2 separate regions of the Rattus norvegicus genome follow, and region 1 is linked to region 2. The links are chromatin contacts, called in public Hi-C maps. All regions are on one chromosome and are shown on one strand. The core of a region is the stretch at or near the end of the contact, and the rest is flanking DNA. Distances in the headings are between cores, read along the strand shown. Region 1 overlaps Ctdspl (CTD small phosphatase like). Region 2 holds the start of Ctdspl (CTD small phosphatase like).

The links. Hi-C and Micro-C count contacts between places; a contact is called where the count stands out from the background.
Region 1: a contact with region 2 is called in a Hi-C map of liver, with 2.3 times the contacts expected there. The contact joins the enhancer-like site here to the promoter of Ctdspl in region 2. A contact is called at or near these places in 3 of 12 Hi-C or Micro-C datasets (frontal cortex, liver and mammary epithelial cells).

Annotation. Positions count from the first base shown.
Region 1 is chr8:127,599,780-127,606,932 of GRCr8, forward strand. The region is part of intron 1 of Ctdspl (CTD small phosphatase like); the gene reads left to right. Among named protein-coding and RNA genes, the nearest start is that of Trnag-acc3, 12 kb to the right of the region's middle. Within about 2 kb of position 2,277, at least 10 of the 93 cell types and tissues checked have an H3K27ac peak or open chromatin away from gene starts, as enhancers often do. A contact at or near this core is called in liver, where this site is marked.
Region 2 is chr8:127,519,080-127,526,125 of GRCr8, forward strand. It overlaps Ctdspl (CTD small phosphatase like), which reads left to right and starts at 1,420. Exons shown (of 8, transcript NM_001395740.1): 1 at 1,420-1,875. The coding sequence starts at 1,797.

The DNA.
Region 1 (7,153 bases), core at 1,027-3,526, 82 kb after region 2:
GTATGTGTGTGTGCACGTGTGTGTGTGCGTGCATGCGTGCGTGTGTGTGCGTGTGTGTGTTATTTTAGTTTGGACTTAGTAGCTTGTGTGAGGGGCTGGAGAGATGGCCCAGTGGGTACTGTTTGATCCAGCTCGTCCCCGGCAGTCGGCAGGAGCACTGTGTTATTAATTTTAGAGTCACTTCCATCCTTCTGCTTATTGATCTGATCACTAACATCTGTGAGTGTCGCCCGTAGTCTCGGGCTTTTGAACACTTGTTTGGGGAGGTTTAGAGGATACAACCTCACTGAAGAAATATCACTGTCAGGGAGGGACCTGAGGTGAGGCCCACAGCTAAACTCCTCAGGACACTTGGCCTTCACTGTTTCCTTCGTGTTTGTGGTTGGAAGATGTGGACCATTAGCTTCCTGCTCCGGCTACCGTGTCTTTGCTCCGCCATCAGAGACCCTTACCCCTCTGAAACTGAAGCCCGAATGAACACCCCCTCCCTTCAGTTGCCTTGGTTAGGCTTCTCTATCCCAGCCTTGAGAATGACCAATTCCGAGTCTCCTTTGGCAGGCCTGTGGTACACCGGCATTTCTAGGCCCAGGAACGAGATTGGTAAGGGCCCACACCCCACCTTCCAGAGTTTATTCAGCCCACACCGCTGATATAGGCAGGACTGGAACAGGTCTAAGACGGTCGTCTGTGCTAACCACACGTGTCCCATGGGAGAAGGTCCGCTCCTGAACACACAGCACCCGCTTGTAGCTGCCATCGTCATGACTAACCGCTACAGCAACAGCCCTTCTGCCCCTCCATCATCCACATTGCTTGCATTTATCCTGTCTAGCTCCATTTCTGTTGCCATGGTGAACACCGTGATGGAAAGCAACTCACGGGAGAAAGGGCTTATTTTAGCTCACAGTGCGGTCCAGGTCCGTCAAAGTGCAGGAAGTTAGAACCGGTCACAGGCAGTCCAGAGGGGAGAGGAGGAGGCATGTGTGCTGTGCTCAACTAGCTCGCTCTCCCCTTACACGGTTCAGGGTCCAACATCGGAGAGCTGTGTTCCTCGCTTTCAGGCTGGGTCTCCCCACATCCATTAAGACAATCAAGACAACCCCGCCCCCCAGACATGCCCACGGGCCAGCCTGGCCAGACAGCCCTTCCCTGAGACTCTCTTCCCACCCATCTTGTGTCAAGTTGGCAGTTAAACTAATTATCACAAACACCTCCCGTCGCATGCCATGCTTCTGTTCTGCCTCTCAAATGGTTGTTGCCAGCTACGGAGTGGGCAGTGTCTGAGTGAGGCCAGAGCCCCACAAGCTTCACGTCCCTTCACCGGAGCGCTCCGGTTTGCTCCATTGATAAGCGCAAAAGTTGGGCTTCCTTTTTTCATTAACACCGTTGATTCGATTACTGTTAAATTTTAACCTGCGCTTCTCTTCCGTGCTTCAATCCTTTGCGTTGCTGCCGTGGCTCTCGGTGTAAATAAAACCACTGTGTGGCCGTGGCTCAGAACTCGGATCCCAGCCTCACACATGCCTGGCTTGTTTAACCAGTCCCTGGTCACGGGGACCCAGAAAGTGCTCAGATGAGGAAGAGTGGGGGTTCATAGGCATGGTCCCTGAGAGGCTTGTGCTTGGGTACAGACAGGGAGGACTCAGTTCTGCCCACTCTGTGCCTTCCTGGCTCCCCATTGTGGTTCAAGGGTGACTCTAAAGTGAATTAAGGGCTCAGATTCTCTGGAAAGAAGACCCAACATGCAGGGAGCGCACTAGGCAAGGCCAGGGAGCACACCAGGAACCTGGGTGTCTGGGAGTCTCTGCTTTCTCATGGGGACATGGGCCGGCTATGATTGTACCACACACCTTGAAGAGCAGACATGACTGCTATTAAGGACTTCATACAAACGCACTCCACAAACTTAAGTTGGGACAGGGAAGCACTGCTGTCACGGTGAAGGAAGTGGTCCACTCACTGAGAAGAGCCGTGGTCAACATTTTCATCCCATAGCTCCTCCAGACTGTCCCCTGGATTCCTCAGGGAAGTTTATCTCCTGGAAATAAAATAAGGGCCAGATTGGATATCTGGAACTAAATCTTTTAAACTCTGTGGTCTGTAGCCTGGCCCCTCTCCTCTCCGAACACTCCCATTTTATTCCAACAAGAAGGGAAGCTGCGTTTGTTGACTGCCGCTTCTGGGATGGGAAAGGAATGTAACGTATGTGTACACTGCCCAGAATTTCCTGTTAGACACCCATTCCAGACCATGGCCTGGGAGGAGGTCCAGAGATAGGAGCCCATTCTAGGAGGGAAGAAATGGTGCATTCATTTCTGCCTTGGCCTCCAGCGGAAAGGGCTCGCCTCACCCTCCTCTTTAGAGGGTGTTTGGCTTTCCCCAGTGGGATGTAGTTGCCAGTTCAGCAGTACCGGTTTCTTTAAGATAGTAATTAGTGCGCTCTGCTCCAGCACTCCTCTGAGTGAAGCCATAGCGCTAACGTAAGGCACATCTGATGTTTCGTTCCGAAGCTGTAGCAGCACGAACAGCCACAGGAATGTTGTATTGATCTAGATCTGTGGACCGCTCTTGTGCGTGTGGTGGGGGGGTGGGGTATGGGGTATGCAGGTACATGCGCCTCCCCTGAGGAGAACATCAGCAGCAAGCCTCAGCAAGCACCCAGTCGCCATCCCTCCTAGGGCTGGAGTTACGGTTGCTTTTGAAACGGGTGCTAGGCATGTGAGCTCACGCCCTCAGGCCCGCCCAGCGATTGCTCTTACCCACTGAGCCACCCGGCCCCCATTCCCAGACCCAGATTACTTAGGTTTGATAATAAGAAGACTCACTTTTTCGTGAGAGCAGTTTGGGGTGCTCTGTCACATCGACGGTCAAAGCGGTACCTTGTTGGAGGAAACCGGAACTGGCTAATAGTTAAAATAGCAAAGAGATCGCCCTCTAGATGGGTACAATGGGGGATGAGACTTGAGTGTAGAGCCTCGGTGAAGTGTGAACACAACATGGACAAGTGGTGTTCACAGCCAGGCGGAGTGGAGGTCAGTGGGTAGACAGTTAATGGGAAGAGACATCGGGAGTTAGGAGGATTCCCGCCGAACTAGCTACCAGGATTCTTCATATGTGTGTGGGTAGGGAGGGGCCATCGCACAGGCATGGGGGGTCAGAGGACAACTTGGAGAAGCCAGCTCTTTCCTTCCATCAGGTACTTTCTGGGCATGAGCTCAGCTCAGGCTTGGCCCCAGTTCATCCACCTCTCACCCACCCCAGCAGGATTCTTGATGAAGACAGGCCAGAGTTCTAAGCCATCCCGTGAGGAAGGGTAGATACTGGAGGTGCTCCGCTGCGAGGGCACAGAGACTTTTGTTAAGATTACCTCAGAGCGGGGTTGGGGATTTAGCTCAGCGGTAGAGCACTTGCCTAGCAAGCGCAAGGCCCTGGGTTCGGTCCCCAGCTCCAAAAAAAAGAAAAAAGAAGAAGAAGAAGAGGAAGAGGAGGAAGAAGAGGAGGAGGAAGAGGAGGAGGAGGAGGAGGAGGAAGAGGAGGAGGAGGAGGAGAAAAAGATTACCTCAGAGCTCCTTGCTAAATGCCACGGATAGACTTAGGCCAGTCTGCAGTTAGCTTGACTGAACGCACTTTGACAGTAATGTTACTCTTCTCTGGACCGTGCTGTCCTGGGAGATATAGCCCCTGTGCCAGATAGAGGCAAGCCTCATGTCATGGGAACTAAAAGGAGACCTGTGTTTGGCTGCTAAGATGTCTCTCACGGGAAGGAACTTAACGTTGGAGGTGATTACATCAAGTAGCGAAGTCAGATGCTGCTAGTTGTCCCAAACTCTTTATTTGTAATTAAATTTGTCCTCAGACAAATTCACCCCAATCTCCCTAGGCCCCTGTCCGCCCCAAAGCCTCTCATGTTCATGTCTGTTCATCTGGTTCTGTGACCCACTGAGACAAGCGAGCGTCACCTGTAGGACCGTGGGTTTGTAACTGTCCGTCAGGACCTGGTGAGGTCACAACTGAAGACAGTGAGTCCCTTCCTCCCAGAACCTGTCAATCAACAGTCGTTCTGCGGTTGCACCCCCTCAAACTGTCCCTCAGCGGTGCAGAGGGATGGCGGCTAAGACGTGCGAGTCAGAGAGGAGGGGAGGATGGAACAAAGCCATGTGGTAGCCACACAGGGTGGTGAGCACACAAAGTCTGCGTGAGCGAAGACTGCAAAGGGTTAGGTCCCAGAGCCAGGGTGGGTGGTCCCAAAACTTCTCACATCCTGACTGTCAGCCAGATCCAGTCTACAGAAAATGAAAGGTCTGTGGTTACGTGGCATGTGGCTGGTCTGGGGACATTTCAACATTTCTGGAAACTGTAAGGACACCAGAGGATCAGGAAACATAAAACGCTGACCGAAATTGCCCTCCCCCAGTGTAGACGCCACTCCACTGTAGCCTCCCCCGTGGGCATAAACTCAGCCAAGATCCTAGTCACGTACTCTTCAGACTAGTCTTGTTGGGACTCTGGAGCGCCGACCCCATGGCCAGCCATGGTGAAGCTCCTCGTGGGCACTCCAGGGATGCCATGATTGCAACACTACTTCATACGTGGTTTCCTAGAAAGGACCTGAGGTGAGGCCCGACTCGAAGCCTCATGCAAGCAGAAGGGCTCAACTCGCTGCCTTCTGTACTGGTGTTTGCGTGCACAGAAATGTTCTCTGCACTGGAGGTAAAGCTCGAAGGGGCCACTTACTGTTCTAACTTTGGAATCTGCATCACCCAAACCAAAATGGGTCTGCCTACATGTTTTCTCATAAAGCCAGGCTGTCTCCATGAGCACAGTCGTCTGGGTACAAGCTGAATTCTCACAGTGCACAGTGAGACCCTATACGGCCCAGGTCAGCTGCTATTTTTATTCCATTTTAAGCTGCCGGTGAGTTTTTTTTTCACTTACACGAACACACATGTTTTTGTCTCAGGCACAGCTCGGTGGGAGCTGCCATTCTTTGCCTGGTATTAGCTCTTTAAGTGGATGAAGTCATGCAGCTGACAAGTAAGGACTGAGACTGGGGCTCCCTCCTTCCTGTACCTGACAAGTGTTTGAAGGAGGTTTACTGTTTATCTGTTTTCTGCACTTGCACTTACACATTCACGAGTGTGTCTTACACATTCACGAGTGTGTCCGTGTGTGCGGGTCAGAGGTCAACATCCACCATCCTCCTCAACCAGTTTTCCAGCCTGTTTGTTTCACAAGAGTCTCTTACTGAACCTAGAGCTCGCCAATTTGGCCAGACCCAGGCCTCCTCCTGCCTCTCCCCCAACCCCCACCCCCAGTGTGGGGAGTACACGCTCGCACCACCACACCTGGGTTTTTAGCTAGGTGCTGGGGGTCCACACTTATGGACCCATGACCACAAAGCAGTCACCTTAGCAACTTAGCAACCTCCCCAGCCCAACAGCACTTTTCAATGGGGACCAGGATGCTGTGTGGCCTGCAGCATGTGTAAAGGTCAGAGAGGAACTAGCTGCTTCACTCCTTCCACCTCATTGAGCCAGGGGCATGGTCCAAGGTAGCCTCTGCCTTCCAGTGTGTCTGTGGGCACTGGGATCCCACCTCCAATCCCTATTCTTGCAGAGCAGGCCTTTCTCCCCAGCCCTCCGGGCAGTCATTACTCTGATACCTGGTGCGCTCTCTCTCACTAAACCCTGCCCAGACCACTGTTCCCTTCCTCCCCCTGCTCTCTCCATAACAATTTATAGAGCCCTCATCCCTTCTCAGAAGCCATCCCTCCCTGTCTTGGTGACACACACGTTTGTCCTGGAGAGGCTGAGGCAAGCGGATTGCCACAGGTTTAAGGCAAGCCTGTCCTAATGTCAGAATCTAGGTTAGCCAGAGCTTCGTGGCCAGACACTTGACAACAGTGAAAACAAGAACACAAAAAGAAAAAAAGGAGGGAACAATGAATCTAACTTCTCTGCGCTCTTGGGCCCTGGCACACGTTTGTCCTGGAGAGGCTGAGGCAAGCGGATTGCCACAGGTTTAAGGCAAGCCTGTCCTAATGTCAGAATCTAGGTTAGCCAGAGCTTCGTGGCCAGACACTTGACAACAGTGAAAACAAGAACACAAAAAGAAAAAAAGGAGGGAACAATGAATCTAACTTCTCTGCGCTCTTGGGCCCCTGGCAGGGCCCTAAATTGCCCCATCAAAGCATAGCTCTTTTCTGTTACCAGATTTTGTATTCAAATTCAAATGTTTCTATTAGTCCTGACACACCTCCACCTGTAGGTACAGGGCTCAGCAGTCAGGCTGTCTGCACTGCCTGACCTGGGAGCTTCGTTCTCAGAACCGAACCCTGCTATTGACAGTTATGTAAGCCTAGCAAAGACTGGTTGGGGCAAAAAGGAACTCGGTTTTACATAACTAAAAACTCCCGGTACTTCACCTTGGGAGCTTTTTCTCAACTTGGGCTTCATGCACTAGAGGCAAGGGTAGCTGACAGCTCCGGGCTCCTTAAGAAACCCAGCAAAAGGGGAAACCTTTGACAGCTTTAGCACAAATCTGAGGTAAGACCCTTCTTGGCCTGAGTTCAGTTGTGTGGACTGGAAGATGGTGGGGTGGAAGTCCACTAAGGAAAATAGCGACTTTTCACTCGAAAGCTTGGTAGGAAAGGTTCTATTGGGTGAAAATTGTCAGGCGTGGACCACGTTCCCCATCAGTAATTGGTATTTTGGTGATGTCACTTCCTGCTAGTCTGCCCAGAGAAACTAGGAGACATTCTGAAGCTTCCCATCCTATAGGATCAGGGATTCATTTCCTCTAAGGAAAAGGTAGCTGCCTGCCGTGGTAGCGACCATGAGCCTTATTTGTGGATGCTTCCAGAAGTCTCCTGCCCTGTGGGGAGAAAGGACCACATCCGCAGGCAGGAAGCAGGCTGTGGCGATGTCCAGAAAGAAGTGGTGATGCAAACCCAGAAGAACAACCTCATATCTGTGCTACCTCTGTCACGCCCCCTCCAGGAGATGCACAGAGACCGTGCGTGAGACCATACTCACCCCAGCCTTCCCTGGACCCATGATTCTATTCTGCTCATGTCTCCTTGGGGAAATGAAGACATTGGGGCCATAGCATCACTTGCTGTCTCTGCCAGCAGCCCCCCTTTATTCACCTCAGG
Region 2 (7,046 bases), core at 170-2,669:
TTGAGAACAAAAACGCTTACTTCTTGTCTAATTCCCTTAAATAACTGCTCCTCTGCAGAGACGGAGGGAGTCCGGCCCCGGGTCAGTCTCCCACAATGGGGCGCCATAGACTTCACCCGTCTGTGGGCTCGCCTCAAACAGAGGCGCTTCTGGAAGTTTCTTTCCAACTTTGCAGACGCTCACCGGTGAACATGCGGCTTGAATGGTGCCAGCTTCGGGATTGCACCCACGTAGAAAAGTAGGGAAGTTCCCGCAGGCCTTCCCTCTTAAAAACCACCGGGGGAGAGGGGATTGGGGGAAGTAGGGGCAAATGCGCGCGCAGACAGGCGAATGGGCGGAGTCAGGTTTTCATCTCCAGCCCGTCTGTCCGTCACGAGCTTCAGCTCCGCCCACACAGCGGTAATTGGTGAGGAGCGCGCGCGAGCACTCGCGGCCCGCCCCCCTGCAGCACTGCCCCCGCCCACCGGTTGACAGCGCTGCAAGTCGGGCCTGCAAGTTGGAGCAAGGAGGTGCGGGTGCCAAAAGGCTCAGACTCTCCGAAGCTGGTGGGCACTTGCTCACACCCATGCTTTGGCTGGCACCCCAGACCTGACAACAGCCTGATGCTCATGTACTTGAGTCCTGGCCCAACTCTGCTCCTACAGGCCCCCCTTTCCATCTCATCAGCCACCCACAACCTCTTTTCTGTCCCCAAGCAGCCGAACCCCTCGCAGAGGTGCCCATAGTATCACGTGCCAAGAGGTCTAGTCTCGAGGACTCACTGTTCTGCACACCGACTCTCACCCCGGTTGCTTATGCGGACAACACAATGCGAGCCGGGTCTGCAGACTCCGCGCACCTCTCACCCCGTTCCTCACTCCCGGGCCCGGCATCCCCTACGGCTCACCGCACATCCTAGCTCTACATCACCCCAACTCCGTGCTGGAGCCCCTCTTCAGCCTGGCTCCCTGTTCTCCTGCGGAACCCTCCATTCCTAGTTCGAACGTCAGGACGTCCCTCACCCGGAACCTACTACCGATTGCAAACGTCTCTCACGGTGTCTGGCCTCGGGGTGAATAAATCTCCCCGGGCCTCGGCCGGCGATCCCGCTGCACCCCGGGCCTCCGCCGGGCACTCCCCGCGCATCCATTCGGCGCCGCGCGGCCCACACCTCGATCGCTGAGCTTGCTCCATCTCCCAGGCTCCACTGCACCCTCCCACCTACCCTGAGGGCCCCTGTGCCCCGCGCGCGCGCGCCACCGCCCCAGACCACACCCCGCACGCTGAGCCCCCGACTCGGCCCCGCACCCCTCTCCCCGGCGGGCGGCGGGCGGCGGGCGGGCGGGCAGCGCCGGCGGCGGTGGAGGCCAGTCCTCGGGCCGGGACACACCCACCCGCCCGCCCTCCTCGCTTTCCTCCTTCCCTCCCCCTCGCGCTCCCTCTCTCCCGCCCTCCCGCCCTAGCTCCGCGCTCGCTCCTTCTCTCCGTCGCCCGCTCGCGCTTCCCGCGGCGCCGGGCCTCCCGCTCCGCCTCTCCGAGCGCGGCTCTCCCGGGCGCGGCTCCGGGGTTCATGCTGACGAGGCGGCGGCCGCTTCAGCCCAGCGGCGGCGGCGGCGGCGGCGGCGGCGGGAGCTGGGGCGCGGGCCCCGGCCGCCTCTCTCGGAGCGCGGGGCCGGGCGGCGGGCGCGCCCCGGCAGCGGCGGCGAGCGCCCCACCGCGCCGCGCCCCTGCGCGCCCCCTACGCCGCGCCTCCGCGCGCCCCCCGCGCCTAGCTTGCGGGGGGCCGGGCCTGCGGGCGGCCGGCGCGGCGCGCACCCATGGACGGTCCGGCCATCATCACCCAGGTGACCAACCCCAAGGAAGATGAGGCCCGGTCGCCCGTCGCGGGCGAAAAAGGTGAGGAGGGGGCACGGGCAGCTGCCGCGGGGGGCGTGAGTGCACCCCGTGTCTCCGGAGTTCTCGGTGTGTGCCCGCACGAGCGTGGGGGAGGGGTGTACCGGGCCAAGAGGGTGCGTGGGTGTGGGGTGCGCCTGGAGCAGAGGGAGGCTGCGAGGGTGCCTGTGCCAGCTGAGCTCCTGTGAGTGTGCATGAGCGGCTGAGAAGTTGGGATCGGATGTGTGCACTGCATGGAGCTGTTTTAAGTGTGCATGCAGTACGTGTGACAGGTTGTGTGTACACCTACGTGTATGTGCAGGCCAACTGAGAGATTGTAAGGGCGTGTGTGCTTCTAGCAGATTGTGTGCGTTCCTGACAGGCTGTGAGTTTGTGGACTTAGGTGGAGGTCTGTATGCCTCTGAGAGGTGGTGAACGAACAGTGTGCAGAGCCTGAGCCTGTGGACCTTGTATGTGTGTGTTCACTCCTGAGGAGGGGTGTGTGTGTGTGTGTGTGTGTGTGTCCGTCCGTCCGTCCCTCCACTATCCAACTGTCAGATTGTATTGTGTCTCTCTACTGTTAGGGTGTGTGTGCGCATGTCTGCCTTTGACCAAGATCCTGTGTGTACACAAATGCACACATGCGTGTGCCTGATTGTGCGTAGCACGGAGAGGCCATGTCTTGGAGAATATTTAGTTGGTTGTGCACATGGAGGAGAAGAGAGGTGAGAAGCAGCCCTGACCCCACCACACACACACACACACACACACACACACACACACACACACACACACGCACACTTCCTTTTTAGCTCATCTCCCAGCACCAACCAGCCTGTCAGGAACTCTACCGCCTGGCATCTCGGGCCTCCTGTGGGTTTCGAGGAGCTCCACACTTCACTTGGCAAACTCTTAGTGTGTTAGAGCTGTGCCCTTTTGGGTAGCTGGTCAGGGGCTAATCAGGCAGTTCCATGCTGCACCTGGTTTGTTTGTGGGTGTATTCTGGCACCGATCCCTACCTCTGTTTACTTTTTGCTCTTTCTTGGTATGCTGACCCCTCAGAGAACTGACGTCTTCACACAAGTGCCTGGAGTCACTGTGTCCTGCTAGCTGGACAGATTGTTTTGAAAAGCTAACCAATCTGACTTGGTTTGCTCTGGCAACTGACTCTTGCTTCACAGTCCTTCTGCCATGTGTAGTACAAACATCTAAGTCCCCCTCCACTCCCTGAGGACCTGCTTGTCCCCTCCAAGCCCTGGGCTGGCCACAGCAGGCACTGGAAGAGTCAGGTTTCTTTCCACAGGCCTCCGCCCTCTGTGCTTGTGCAGTGAGGACTGCAGCCCTCCGGGGAAGTAGGATGAGGATGGGAGGAGCAGTCCACCACCACTGCCCACGCTCGACCCCTAACCCCTGGGCATGGTCAGCAGGAAAACACAGAAACTTTCCCCAGGTCCCCTCTGCCGTCCTGTCCTGTTTCACTCTGTAGACTGTAAACACTGCCTTTGTCTACAAGCTGGTTTCTAAATGTAAAATAAAGGATTCAACACCCCCCCCCCCCCAGTCTTCTATACCCTATAAACGAGCTCTAAAAACCTTCGAGAGGGCAGGGAGTGAATCCCCCGACTTCCTGGGGCCTAAGTAGAGAGCACCTCTCTGGCCTAGCTTTCCCACTATAAGGACCTGAGCTCTTGGGGCCCTAGCTGGACATGTCCCCTCACAGAGGGTGTTTAAAAGGTAGCTTCAAGAAAGTTTGGTGAACCCAGCATTCTCCTCTACTGTGGGCTTTATGCGGCCGAAAGCTCGGTTCTTGGTGGAAGGGATGTGGCAGGAAGCTAGGGGATACTTGTCAGGACCTGGTCTCTCTTGCTGCCCTCCCCTCACCTTGGGAGTGGGTAATTTTGCAAGCTTTTCGTGTGCTCTGACTGACCAGATTCCTGAGGCAGAGCAGGTCCGTGGAAATGCTGAACCCTGTGCATGTTACTGGCCCTGTGCAGCTTGTTGACAGTGCTTTTCTGGCCGGGGCTTTTCATATCCTTAACAGCCCGTTTCGTTTGTTTTCACTGTCAGATTGGTTACTTGTTAACCAAGTAGGAGAATTCCTCGCCTGTTGTTCTAGGGTGGGGTGCTTGGCTAGTAAAAGCATTAAAGTTCCACTTTACCTGAGATTTCTTTTTACTCCAAAAAGTTAATATAATTTTGATCAGTTGCAGTATAACAAAATAACAGAGGGTCGTCGTTTTTTTAAATTGGGTTTTAAGTGTGTGCGCTCTGACAGCAGTGCAGATACGAACTGTCTGTGGATCACGTCCACCCCCAACTCCCCCTACCACCCCCCTCCAACACATGTTCCTCCCACCTTCGTGCCTATTTCTGAGAATCAAATTTTGAAACAGCTTCTTTAGAATAATAAACCACCAAACAGGTTCAGCTGTGCTCCCAGCTTAAGTGTGCCGATAGCTTCAGATAGGCAGAACGCGTTCTGCGTGATTTAAATCACGACAGTCATTTGCTTAAGTATCGGGCCTGCGATGATGGTTGGAAGTGTTTGTGGTGAGGAAGAGATCGATGGTCTTACAATGTTTGCTTTCACTTATTTACTCTGTAAAATAGGAGCGGCGGTGACCGCTCCTGGGTTTGGCGGGAGGGATGAGGAACGTCTCGTAGGTACACTGGGGACTCCACCCGGTGCACCAGTGTACCATGCTCCACACACCTTCAGCACAGGACCTTGGCAGAGGGAGTCCGATGCCGGGTTGCCTCTCTGTGCAGTGTGTGTGTGATGGTGCACCGCTCAGAGCTGAGTGTTACAGTGGCCAGCCCGTGGCTCTGGCTTATTACTTCCAGCTGTGTTTGATTGGATTGATAGTGTGAGGCACAGAGAACAGTGCCCCCTGTCAGCGAACCGTGCCTGCCTTGCTGCCTGCCACATAGCCCTTAGGAAAAGAGACAAGGGATGGGAACGAGAAAGTCTCGGAAGAGGAAAACAGGCCGACCACAAAGTCCGTGAACGACTGTTCCCACATCATTTCTGTTAAGCACCTGAGTGACTTCCAATGTCCAAATCGGACAGATGTTTGGAGAAAACGGGTCCTCTCGGAAGACTTGGGAGAAGATTAAAAAAAAAAAAAGGACAAACTTTTCATGTTGTTAGGTTTTATTTACTTTTATTCCACGTGTATGGGTGTTTTGCCTGCGTGTCTTGGGCGTGTGCCTGGTGCCCGTGGAGGTCAGAAGAGCATGTTTGAGTCCCTGGAACTGGAGTTACAGATTGTTGTGAGCCACCATGTGGGTGCTGGGATTGAACCCCAGGTCCTCTATAGGTACAGCCAATGCTCTTACCAATTTATCCATCTCCCCAACCCCAGGAGTGCAAGCGTTTTGAAGAGTAATTCAGTTCTTAAAGCGTGAGGTGAGACTTTTGGCTGCAAGTATCAGCAAAGCAGGCTTCACGCAGCCTAAGCTAGCTCCTCCTTCTCAGGCCTGTGTGATTGGCGGCTGTGGCTCTCCTGCATCAACCCTGATGTTAGAGCAACTTCATTTCTCTTGGCTCTCCCAAAAATTTCTCTCCGGAAATAGAGGAAGCAAGTGTGGTGCGGCGGATCCCACTGGTGCGGCGGATCCCAGTGTTAGCAGCGTCCCAGAGCGCGCCAGCTACACTGACTTGTTTCCATTACAGAAGAGTCCATTCATTTGCACTCACAGACAGTGCAGGGATGTCGCTGCTGACCTCAGGGCTGGCAGTAGCAGCCTTCCCAGCAGAGGTCCCCTGTCCACCGGCAGGTAAGGTTGGACAGAGCGATGGCGTCGTTCCTGCAGAAAGAACGCTACCAGATCGTTGGAACAGACGAGTTAAACTACATCTGAATGTGCGGACACGTGACTTGGCGAGACATTTCGAAGTGAGAAATTTCAAGAATGACATAACAGTATGATTCTTTTTTGTTTTTTTTTTTCTTTTAAAATCAAATGCTCAGAACTGAACAAAAGTCCGGAAATATACAAAAATAATCTCTGAGGAGATGACCACACAGCTATGATTCTCTTGAGGGCAAAGGCTGAATGGCAGGAGGGGAACAGGACACTTTGTTTCAACGTTGATGAAAAAGTGCTTGTGTTTTAGGGACTACTTTTTTTTTTTTTAACTAAAAAAAGGACATTTCCTTTAGCTCTTTGTAGAGAAATAATTTGAAGGAATTGTACAATAACAAAACAAGCCCCAAGTTAATATGCAGAAACCCCCAGAACAATTCAACACTAGCTAGACAACTTGGGGTTTTTTTTGTGAGCGAATAGGTTTGCGGGAGATTCCTGCCGGTCATTGTATACCCAGGCCCAGAGTCCTGAGTCTGCTTCTCATAAATGTTTGCGGCCCCTAGTCTCTTATAAAATAAAATTTTAAATTTCTAAAATTCTATTTCACGTGTGTGGGTGTTTTTAACCTGCATATCTGCATCTGTACCATGTGTGTGCAATGCATGCTGGGACCAGCAGAGGGGATCTAACTGGGTTTACAAACCGTTGTACATTGTCATGTGGGTGCTGGGACTCGAACCCGGTTCTCTGGAAGAGCAGCTTTTAGCCATAACTCGAACCTCCGACCTTGGAAGTGTTGGCAAAATTGTACCTAAGAGAAGGTGTTTACAAGCAGTAATCATTTCGGTCAGGATAGGTTGAAGGAAAGTTTAGATGAACACTGTGTAGACCAGACTGGCCACAAACTCAGAGATCCCTGCCTCTGCCTCCCGGTGCTGGGTTTAATCCACGGCCATCTTAAACTCTTACTTAGAACTAGATTATTAGATTTCTTACGAGAGATCATACAGAGCCAGGAGTGGTGGCCAATACCTCTACACTCCAGACCCTGGGGACCGAGATCACAAATTCCAGGCTAACCTGAGGCAAAGCCCTGAAGAGGAAAGAAAAAAACAGGGGAGAGGGGAGGAGTCACAGAGCCCCCCTCTCTCTTCTACCTGGGACCTCTCAGTGTTGACATTTGGCCAGACTTTGAATGGTTTCACAGCCAGGATGTTGTTAATGACCTCATGAATGCAGAAGTTCCTTTATGGTGTATGGAGGGCACACTCTCCCTTCTCTTCCTAGACACACCCATTTCCCTTCCTTGCTCTTCCCTACCTTAGCAGATCGGCAACCGCTAGTCTGTTCTCTGTTTCCAAAAATGTTGTCATTTCAGACGT